Linked DNA regions of Mus musculus: regions 1 and 2 are each linked to region 3. The links are chromatin contacts, called in public promoter capture Hi-C maps. All regions are on one chromosome and are shown on one strand. Each heading gives the region's core, a stretch centred on a gene start, on an enhancer-like site or on the middle of the called end of the contact. The rest is flanking DNA. Distances are from core to core; before and after follow the strand shown.

Region 1 (3,129 bases), core at 588-3,087, 980 kb after region 3:
TTTTTTTATTTTTTATTTAATTTTTTATTAGAAATGACCTAAGGAGCTGAAGAGGTTTGCAGCCCCATAGGAGAAACAACAATATGAACCAACCAGTATCCCCAGAGCTCCCAGGGACTAAACCACCAACCAAAGATTACACATGGAGGGACCCATGGCTCCTGCCACATATGTAGCAGAGGATGGCCTTGTTGTTCATCAATGGGAGGAGAGTCCCTTGGTCCTAAAAAGGCTTAATGCCCCAGTGTAGGGGAATTCCTGGACCAGAAAGCAGGGGTGGGTAGGTTAGTGAGCAGGGGGAGTAGTGAGGGAATGGAGTTTTCAGAGGGAAAACCAGGAAAGGGGACAACATTTAGATGGTAAATAAAGAAAATATATAATTTTAAAAACAGAAATAAACCCAACCAAGGAAACAAACATAAAACTCTACAGTGAAAACTTTTAGACTTTGAAGGAAAAAACTTAGGAAAAAGACCTAGAGGATAGCAAAACCTACATTGCTTATGGGTTTCAAAAGTTAGTCTAGCCTACAAAAAGAATCTTGAGACACAAAAGACCAATGATACAGAAATAAAGTTTTCTTTTGGCATGTTTGTCTGGAGTATCAGGTCAAGGATTTGGTAACCCCATGGTTTGGATCTTGGAAATGATGGCACACCATGATAGAAGTCAAGAAACCATTGAAGACTGAAATAGTTCAGACTCTTTCAAAGCCACTGAAGCTATGGCCATTTCACAAGAGCTCATCTCTATACATCCACAAAGCCTCTTCTCTGGGGAGCAAAGCCTTACATATGAAATTTCAGTGACAACTCAACCAAGCCATATCAATTTTAAAATATGCTTCAAGATACTTGAAAAAAATCCACGTGTCTGTAAAATAAAAAGTTCTGAGGGAAATTTCCAATCTGTGGAAATAATAGAAAGTTTCCTTGAGGCAAAAAAAATATTGTGTAGCACATAGGAAATCTGGCTCATCAAACACGGGGATTACCAAGTCATATGTGTAGCACTTCTATCTCCTGACACTCATAACCTCAAGACAGCTGATACTAGTGTGACTTTTACAGACATTAAAGAGTCTTTAGAAAACTTGTAGGAAGTTAAGGAAAGACATCCTATATCAAGCTCACATTCCAGACAAACACTGAGTTCTGTCTAACTGAAATTGCTTCTGCTGACACTCAAATCTGTTCCTCCTCTAAAATTTCCAAATAAATAAAAAATAGAATTAAAGTACCTAATGAGTCCTTAGACATTGTGTGTCAGTTTAAGAAACTGAACTGACTCACAAAGGCATGTGTGGCTGATCTATAAAACAGTCCAGTGGATAGCATCTTGGTAAAGGGGTCAGATTCCACACAGTGAGCACCTAAGAGCTGGTAAAGGAAGAGGAACAGAAAGGACCTAAAGAAAACTTTCATTGCCAACTTGTAAATATGCACATTATGTTCCCAGCTGTGTGGTGTGGGCAGAGATAATTTAGAGGCTCTCAGCCTCCTGTCTGTGAACAAATGTATACTTGATAGAAACAACAAACAAACAAAAAACAACAAGAATTCAGAATGTGGTACTGAGGCACATAGTGCCAAAGGAAAATCGGGACCAAGTTAGACTTTGAGAAAAGTAAGGCATTTACCAACTAAAATAACACAGATATATTTTTCAGGCCTCTCTGCCATTTCTCTTGATGCTTAGCATATACTTCATCATTTCCTCTTTTGTGGTCTGGAGTGAGAATTGGCGTGGTGTCCACTAAACTCCTTGTCCTTGTGCAAGAGAGGAAATTCTGACTTAATTGCACATCTATAAAGCACGTTGACATACTGTGCTATCCGGTCTGTTAGTCTTGAACTTTTAAAAAGAGGGCCAAGGATTCACCATTCAAGACTCACTTTCCAGGGGCTCTTTCTAAACTGAGAAGAGAAGGAAAAGGAAGAAAGGCAGGAAAAAGGAAGAATGAATTCAACCAAATCGCCTGCATCCCACCACACAGGTACAATCTAGGCATCCTCCTTGACTCTCTTAGAAGTTTGCCAAGGGCTAGGGTGATAGAAAAGCACTTACTGAGGTGGAAACAAAACAAAAGAGAGGAAAGGTCAGAGCTCTTGCTGAGGAGTCTGGGAGAAGGGGCCAAGGGAGGTGGGAGGAGCTTGCCTGCTGACTGTTTCTACCTTCTGTGATACTCTGAATGTCTTTGAGCAAGTCCTTCACTTCTGTGGAATTTACTCGAATTGTCTGTAAAATGTATATCTGGCATAAGAAAGTACTTACTGCATGGCTGCCAACTGTTTGGTCTAATTTACAAAAAGCTTAAAAATGAAATGCTGAGAAGAGCCCAGCAGGAGAAAGACTAGAAAGGCAAAGGGAGAAAGTGAGGTAAGATGAGAAGAGAAGAAAGGGAGGAAGCACGGAGGGCAGTCCTTAAAGTGCAGAAGCATTTTAAATGGGGAGAGTAGAAATGAAAAGCTCAGACTTCTTAAGGTGTGGTTTCCAGGCTAACATCGGCCGGAAGCAGAGGCTTCCACACGGCTCGCCTGGATTGTTAGCTTTCTGGGTGAGGACCAACAGTCTCCAGAGGGCACGGATGCATGGGCAAGCCTGGGGACTGGTAGATATGAAATGAAAACAGGAAGGAGTAAAGATAAAGTCAACTCAAATCTCGTTCGTATATTGCTTTGGGAAGATCCACTGTGTATTTTATCCTTCTTCCTACAGAGAGAGGATGCTTCAAAAACTCCCAAGTGCTCTCCTGGACGATAGCCGGGGCCTCCATCCTGTTTCTCAGTGGCTGTTTCATCACCAGATGTGTCGGTGGGTTCTGATGATCAGATTCACTCTGTCTCTCCATGGCAAACACTAGCAGTAGATTCTTGCTTGGTGCATCACTTTTCCTATAAAGAGGCTTTTTGGTTTTGTTTTAATAAAGTTTTGTGCATGCTATATTTAATTATTCTTGACCGACTTTGTTGTTTAACAGTTTCATATGTGTATATAATGTTTTCCATTACTCTTTCTCTCACACCCTCTCTTATGTACCTCCCTTCACTACTAACCCCACCTGCTTCCTTTCTCAGTTTCATGAGTTTTAGTTAGTTTAGTTTAGTTTAGTTTAGTTTAGTTTAGTTG
Region 2 (3,342 bases), core at 360-2,859, 970 kb after region 3:
ACCATGATTCTTTGCATACCTGTGGGATGTTGTAGAGACTTAGAACTCGGGAGATCTGAGTTGATATTCCTGTTGAAATGCCTCCTATCACTGCAACCAGCTTATCAGTCTTCTCAGGCCTGCAGCTGTAGTTAGGAATTGGGGGGCTCTCTCCTGAGATCAAAGCCATAGAACTTTCCATGGCCTTCATCTCAAGATAGTCAACATTGAAGAGATAGAATCCCAGGGACATATTGAACAGAATATTTGGGTCCTTGTTGATTTTTTCTGTAGCAAAAACCATTGCCAATATATGTTGATAATGTTTGGTAAGATGCCTATGATGAAATATTATAAAGATAATTTTTGTGTTCTTTTTAATATTAATTTTTAATTAAAATATAATTACATGAGTTACCTTCCTTTCTTTTCTCCTTGTAGCTCTTCTCATGCTCCCTCTTAAACTCTGGATTTTTATTTTTAATAATCTAAGTCATATAAAGAATATACACAATAATCCAAGAAATAAACAGGATATTCTATATTAAAAATGTAGAAGAATTAGTGTTAAAATGAAGATTCATAGCACAATTTTTGCTTTTGAATTTTTTTGAGACAGTGTCTCACTATTCAGCCCAGGCTGGACTGAAACTCACTATGTAGACTAGGTTAACCACAGTCTCATAGAGATTCATCTGCCTCTGCTTCTCAGGTTGTGGGATTAAAGGTTTGCACCAACACATACTTTTGAATATACAATTTTCACATTTTACTGTGCAATTCGTGTCTGAGAAATTGAAATGGAGGAGAAAAGCAAACATTTAAACTTAGTATTTCTTGTGGTCTTCGAAAGTAGAATAAACCTCAGGAAAATACACAGTGCTTGATCAAACATAGCAATTTTAAAAAATAGTGTCATGTCAATTTAAATAGGAAAAATAACATGTTTTCAGTACAATACACTAAATATCTACCAAGAAAAAATTTTTACTTCAAAGTGCTTTCAACACCTTCTTACATATTTAAGAGATTCCGCATGAGTAGAAGGAGACACACAGAGAGAAAGTCATGGCTGATTAGCTCTTGGTATTTGGTGGCTACTGGGGAAGAGAGAGTCAGTTTCCTTCCAGGAAGTTTCGTTTGCCTACACTCTAGATGATGTCCTATACTCCTGCAGTACTGGCATGCCTAAATGAACTCAGTAGATTAAAAAGTGAGATGGAGACAGAATAGATAAAGTTGAGAGAGAGAGAGTGTGAGAGAGCGAGAGAGGCAGAGAGAGCATGAACTTGAGACAGGAGACAGTGGACATTGGGGTGGGGGGAAGCAGTAGAGGAGGGTTTGATCAACATATATTATATATATGTATGAAATCCTGAAGAAATATTTTTAAATGAGAGAAGCCAAACACTTACGCATAAAGAAATTCTGATAAATAGAATGCATCTTTAAAGCTAAATTTACTTATGAAGCGTCTAATCATCACTCTAAGGGAGAAGAGTCCTCCAATCACAAAATCCCCATCTTGATAGTAGCCAGGAGAAGCAGGTATACTTAAGGAGAAACAAGACATTTGTTCCTGGAACACAATGAGAATAATCCAGAGAGAGAAGGCAATGAGTAATCTCATATTTACGTTGATAAAAAAATGGATAAAACCCGGAAATCTGTTCAGTTGAGAGTCATGGATCCCAATAACACATCAACAAACTGATAAAACATGTGGCTGTCTGGTCAGTGTTGATCAAGTTTATAAAGCATTGTTTTGTCCTGATACAGGCCCACCAGTATCCAAACACTTCCTCAGTTCCCTGGAGTACAATCTGCTTTGCACCTACATAGCCCTAGATTATGTCCCCTTCACAGAGTCACTGTGAGTCTCCAAGGGCTCAGGAACCTGGCACCTAGTAATCCTGATTGTTGGCAGGAAAACACACAATTAAGAAAAGTGTGAAGTCCTCTCAAACACCTGTGGGGTGTTTACACTCAGTGAACTGAGACTTCTCAAGGTCCCAAGGTAAAGAGAGACTAACCAGTGGAAACATAATGAAGTCATGAAGCGTCATCTGAAAGATGACATCAAAGGGTTCAGTGGGGGAGCAGGGCGGGACTCATAATCTTTTAGCATAAATGTAATTCTAACATATTTCTGTATGTCCAAGACAAAATCTCTCATTAGAAAAAATTATGTTTGATTACTATATAGGGCAAATTATTAACATGTGTATTTTTTAACATCTTACATTGTATATGCTTATGAATAGAAATAATACACATCGTGAAAATTAAGTCTAAACACTTACTTCACACAGTTTTTTTTCAAGTACTGGTGTGATTTCAGAATTATTTACTACAGAGAAAGCAAATCATGGGATACTTATTGCTTTTAAAAATGTCTCTTGTGCATGAATGAGGTCCAATGTGTTAAGCAAATTTTCTTTTTTCCCCTTTCTTTCTCTCTCTCTCTCATTCATTCATTTTTGGTGCTGACATTCTAGGAGACTGCACTTAGAGCATGGTGTATGCTGGGCAATACTCTACTTTAGAGTCACATCTTTAGCCTTTTTAAATCTTTAAAGGCATGTAATAGGCTGCCCAGGTTGTCCTTGCAATTGTGAACCTCCTGTCTCAATCTTCTTAGTTGCAGATACCGGTGTGCGTCACCAAGCATAACTGTTACCGTATTTTGATGTGAATATATATAATATATATATTTGTAATAAGAAATTCAGATGTATAAAGATATATGTCACTTGTTTTGCAAATCAGATTAAGTCCATTCACATGGAAAATACACTTCATCACAGCTCCTAAGGGGGTAAGAACCTGTAGGTAAGAGTGTGTACAGAGGCTTTGTTACTCAGAACATGAGGAAAATCACACCTTATCCTCATCTTATTTCTTTGGGTCTGTGGATTGTAGCATGGTTATTCTTTACTTTAAGGCTAATATCCATACCTAAGTGGTTACATACTACCTTCATCTTTCGGGGACTCAATTACCTCACTCAGGATGATATCTCTATCCATTTACTGGCAAATTATCCCATCCCGCGGGATTCAGTTATTCGTGGGTGCAAGGGAGACAGCAAACCTGTAAGGAAATGGGATTGGAAGAAAAAAGAGAAGCAGATGACCAAGTAGATTTTTACCTATCAAGGTCTCCGTCTATTAGACTGAGGTGCCTGGTTTTAAAGCATACATCGAGGGGAATAGGGAAGGGTCGAAGGGAAATTTAACAAAGAACAAAGAGGTGGGCATCTGCTGACATGAGGGCCGAAGTCAGGCTCCAGGCGGCGGGCACTCTGCGTCTTATCTCCAGAACATAGATCCTCCTTATCAGCCTTGGGGTGTGAGGCTGGGT
Region 3 (3,042 bases), core at 290-2,789:
CCTCTCCACACTTATCTGGCTGAGTATCAAGTGGAGACTCATGTCTATCTTTATTACTATAGTTGTTTCAGAATGTCATATCTTTCAGGCATCCTTAAGGGTAATTATGGTATTTATGAGTGCTTTCTAATCCAGAAATAATGTCTGTGCTACACTCAAAAAAACCTAGTAAGCTTGGAAAACCCCAATTTTGTTTCCTCTTCCTTGAAAGCAATCACTTTAAAATCTCTCTGAGGCTGATATCAACAACTGATTAGGGTATGGAACGAACTGAATGTAACCGCATCTTCAGTGGAGAATAAAAATGAGTTGTAAATATCCAACTATCCCGTAAGTTGTAAAAAAGTGTGCATCAGACTCTCCTTAACTGTTACTGTGACACAGCAAAAGGACTCCTGGAAGCTAGAGTTTCAAGTTGGTGTCCGTTAGAAGGTCCTTCATTTGTAAATGTGATGAAGTAAGCATGCACACACACATGCACAGGAATGCACATAGACACACGTATGCACATATATGCACACTCACACACAGTATCTCAGTGAGGAATAAGAATCAGCATTGTATGTGTGAGCCATAGATGTGGAAACAAAGGAATCTTGGCAAAAATCAACTCCCGAGAGTGAGGAGAGGCAGAGCATTTTATTTAGATGTTTTGCCATCCTAAATAGGTTTCCAGATGATGTCACCTTTGACGAGATAGGAAAAAAAATACGGAAGGTATGGTGACATAGTGGCGAGAGCTGGGGTGCAAGCTTTGTGAAGTTAGAAAACCCTGAATGTTAGAACCATGATAGCAAAGCCAAACTATTTATTACAGGAGACACAGCAGACAATTGGCAGAACAGGAAAAACAGTTTGTAAAGAGGGGCAAACCTGAGACCTTCAGTCACACTACTGATGAGGACAGAAAGAACTATGGGGCACAGAGTAATAATATAGCTTAAGAAATAAACCCTTCCACAAGTATAAGCTACAATGAATGGGATAGAACAAGAATTTAAATGTGTACTAAAACAGAACTTTTCTCAGTGTGGAAAAATACATTAAATATGTGATTTGAAAAGAAACCTTATTTTAGGAAATAATGAACATATACACATAAAATTTGGATATCCTTTGAGTATAATTGGACAATTCTGGAAGAAAACACCTGTTTATTTAAAGAATAGACAACCTGCTATCTAAAACATCAAAACTAAGCTGGCCTCAGACTTACTCTCTACACTAGGCAGCAAATGGATATAGAGTCATGGGTTGCTCAATGAAAATGCTTCTGACCGGAGCCTCTACTCTATCTGTTTGCCTGTTATGTACATGGATGGTACAACAGCTTGCTATGTAAGCTTTCAGGGAACACACACCCATATGGTGCTCAGCATTGTTTCCTAATGAAGTCAGGGAACAGGCAAGATAGCCCTGGGAGGTAAGAGAAGGGGAGCGTGGGTCAGCAAGACGCAGGCAAGTCGGGTTGGAGTCAGCAGCACTGAGCCTGAGAAGAGTGCTGAGGCACTGTTTAGGAGAGTCTGTGGTTGATTCTTGCACACTCTACTTCCTTCCCCAGGCCATGGTCCCTGGCCACTGCTTCTCTCTTAACGAGGCAGGGAGAAAGTAATCATGAAGAGGAAGTATACTGGGAAGGAATGAAGAAATGAGGGCTGTGACCTCTTCCTAAACAGGGCCAGGAAATGAATATGGAACTGTGATTTAAGCAATGGAGGAATTTCAGGATTTGGGGAAGGCTTATGTGACCCAATAGCTTGTATTGGGGACACATAGTCTCATATTCTGTGCAATGAAGTACATTTGACCTTTTTTGATTGTTGCTGGGTTTTGTGTGAATGTGGGACACAGAAAAGCAAGGATAGTTCAGTGAGATACAGGGGTCAGATGCAACCCTTCAATGCTGCAAATCCTTTCCTATAAAGATGTGAAAATACATGTTAAGCCTCCAAATGGATGTGTGGAAGCCAAAGCCGCCCAATATTATTTCTAAACAGTTAATTCTTTAGCATTTGTTTTCATTTACCCCCAACTGTGTCTGCATGCCATAGTTGGTAGTTCTTCCTGTAAAGCAGGCCTTCAGCATAGTTCCTGAGGTCTTGTCTAGTTTCAGTATCTCCATCTGCTTGAGTTTGTGTGTGTGTGTGTGTGTGTGAGAGAGAGAGAGAGAGAGAGAGAGAGAGAGTCTGTATATGAATGTGTGTGACTGTGTGAGTGTGTATGTGAGTGTGTATTTGAATGTGTACGTGTGTGAATGTGTTTGTATGCGTGTGAATGTGTGTATGTGAGTGTGTATGACAGAGAGAGTGGAGGGAGGAAGGGAAATATGTAGAAAACGTGGACAACAGTACAGAGACAGCTCTCTTTAACAAGCATGGATTGATAACTATCTTTTCGTCAGGATTTGCTTCCTTTCCTACACACCCTCTTTATGACTATCTTGTGTTTCTCTTGTGAGACTGTCACCTTTTATACCACTCCCGGCTTCTCTCAAATAAGTCATGATCTCATTCTTTTATGACACATTTGCATGTACTCTGTCTAATATTTTCCTCTCCCAGACCCACAGAGAAGCATCACAACATGCTTACCAGGGAAGCTTGCACACTTTCCCCTCTTTCCCTGTGTCTCGGGTCTCTCAGTATGAGACAGAACAGAGTTGGCCTCACCTGACACTGGCATTCATTCCTGCCTTGCAGAAACTGTGGTACAGTCATGCATGGCGATCACTATAAAATCCTTAGTGAACTTTCCGAGACACAAACAAACATAGATGGTTCGAGAAATATTGATTTCTTCTGGAAGCTTGTGCCTCAGGAGATGCAGTGCTTGGGAAGCAAAGCACACTTATAGCTGTTGCCATGGAATGATCTGAGAGAGACAGTAAGGCGAATGGATGTTAGCTGCCATTCATAGCACTCTAGGCCTAGTCTAGACCCGGCTCACTGTGTTAAACCCTATAGGTGGAACAACAATATGAACTAACCAGTACCCTCTAGCTGCATATGTAGCAGAAAATAGCCTAGTCGGCCATCACTGGGA

The links. Promoter capture Hi-C pulls out the DNA fragments that hold promoters and counts their contacts.
Region 1: a contact with region 3 is called in a promoter capture Hi-C map of the HPC-7 cell line, with 9 times the contacts expected there. The contact joins the promoter of Clec4e here to the enhancer-like site in region 3. A contact is called at or near these places in 10 of 39 promoter capture datasets (the 3T3-L1 cell line, the HPC-7 cell line, HPC-7-derived erythroid cells and 6 more).
Region 2: a contact with region 3 is called in a promoter capture Hi-C map of neutrophils, with 4 times the contacts expected there. The contact joins the promoter of Vmn2r19 here to the enhancer-like site in region 3. A contact is called at or near these places in 10 of 39 promoter capture datasets (the 3T3-L1 cell line, the HPC-7 cell line, HPC-7-derived erythroid cells and 6 more).

The regions. Positions count from the first base shown.
Region 1 is chr6:123,288,579-123,291,707 of GRCm38.p6, reverse strand. It overlaps Clec4e (C-type lectin domain family 4, member e), which reads left to right and starts at 1,837. Exons shown (of 6, transcript NM_019948.2): 1 at 1,837-1,996; 2 at 2,719-2,814. The coding sequence starts at 1,960.
Region 2 is chr6:123,306,600-123,309,941 of GRCm38.p6, reverse strand. Vmn2r19 (vomeronasal 2, receptor 19) reads right to left here and starts at 1,609. Exons shown (of 6, transcript NM_001104632.1): 1 at 1,395-1,609; 2 at 20-317. The coding sequence starts at 1,609.
Region 3 is chr6:124,271,933-124,274,974 of GRCm38.p6, reverse strand. No RefSeq gene overlaps it. Among named protein-coding and RNA genes, the nearest start is that of Gm25311, 31 kb to the left of the region's middle. Within about 2 kb of position 1,539, at least 53 of the 459 cell types and tissues checked have an H3K27ac peak or open chromatin away from gene starts, as enhancers often do. A contact at or near this core is called in the HPC-7 cell line, hematopoietic stem and progenitor cells, neutrophils and 1 more, where this site is marked.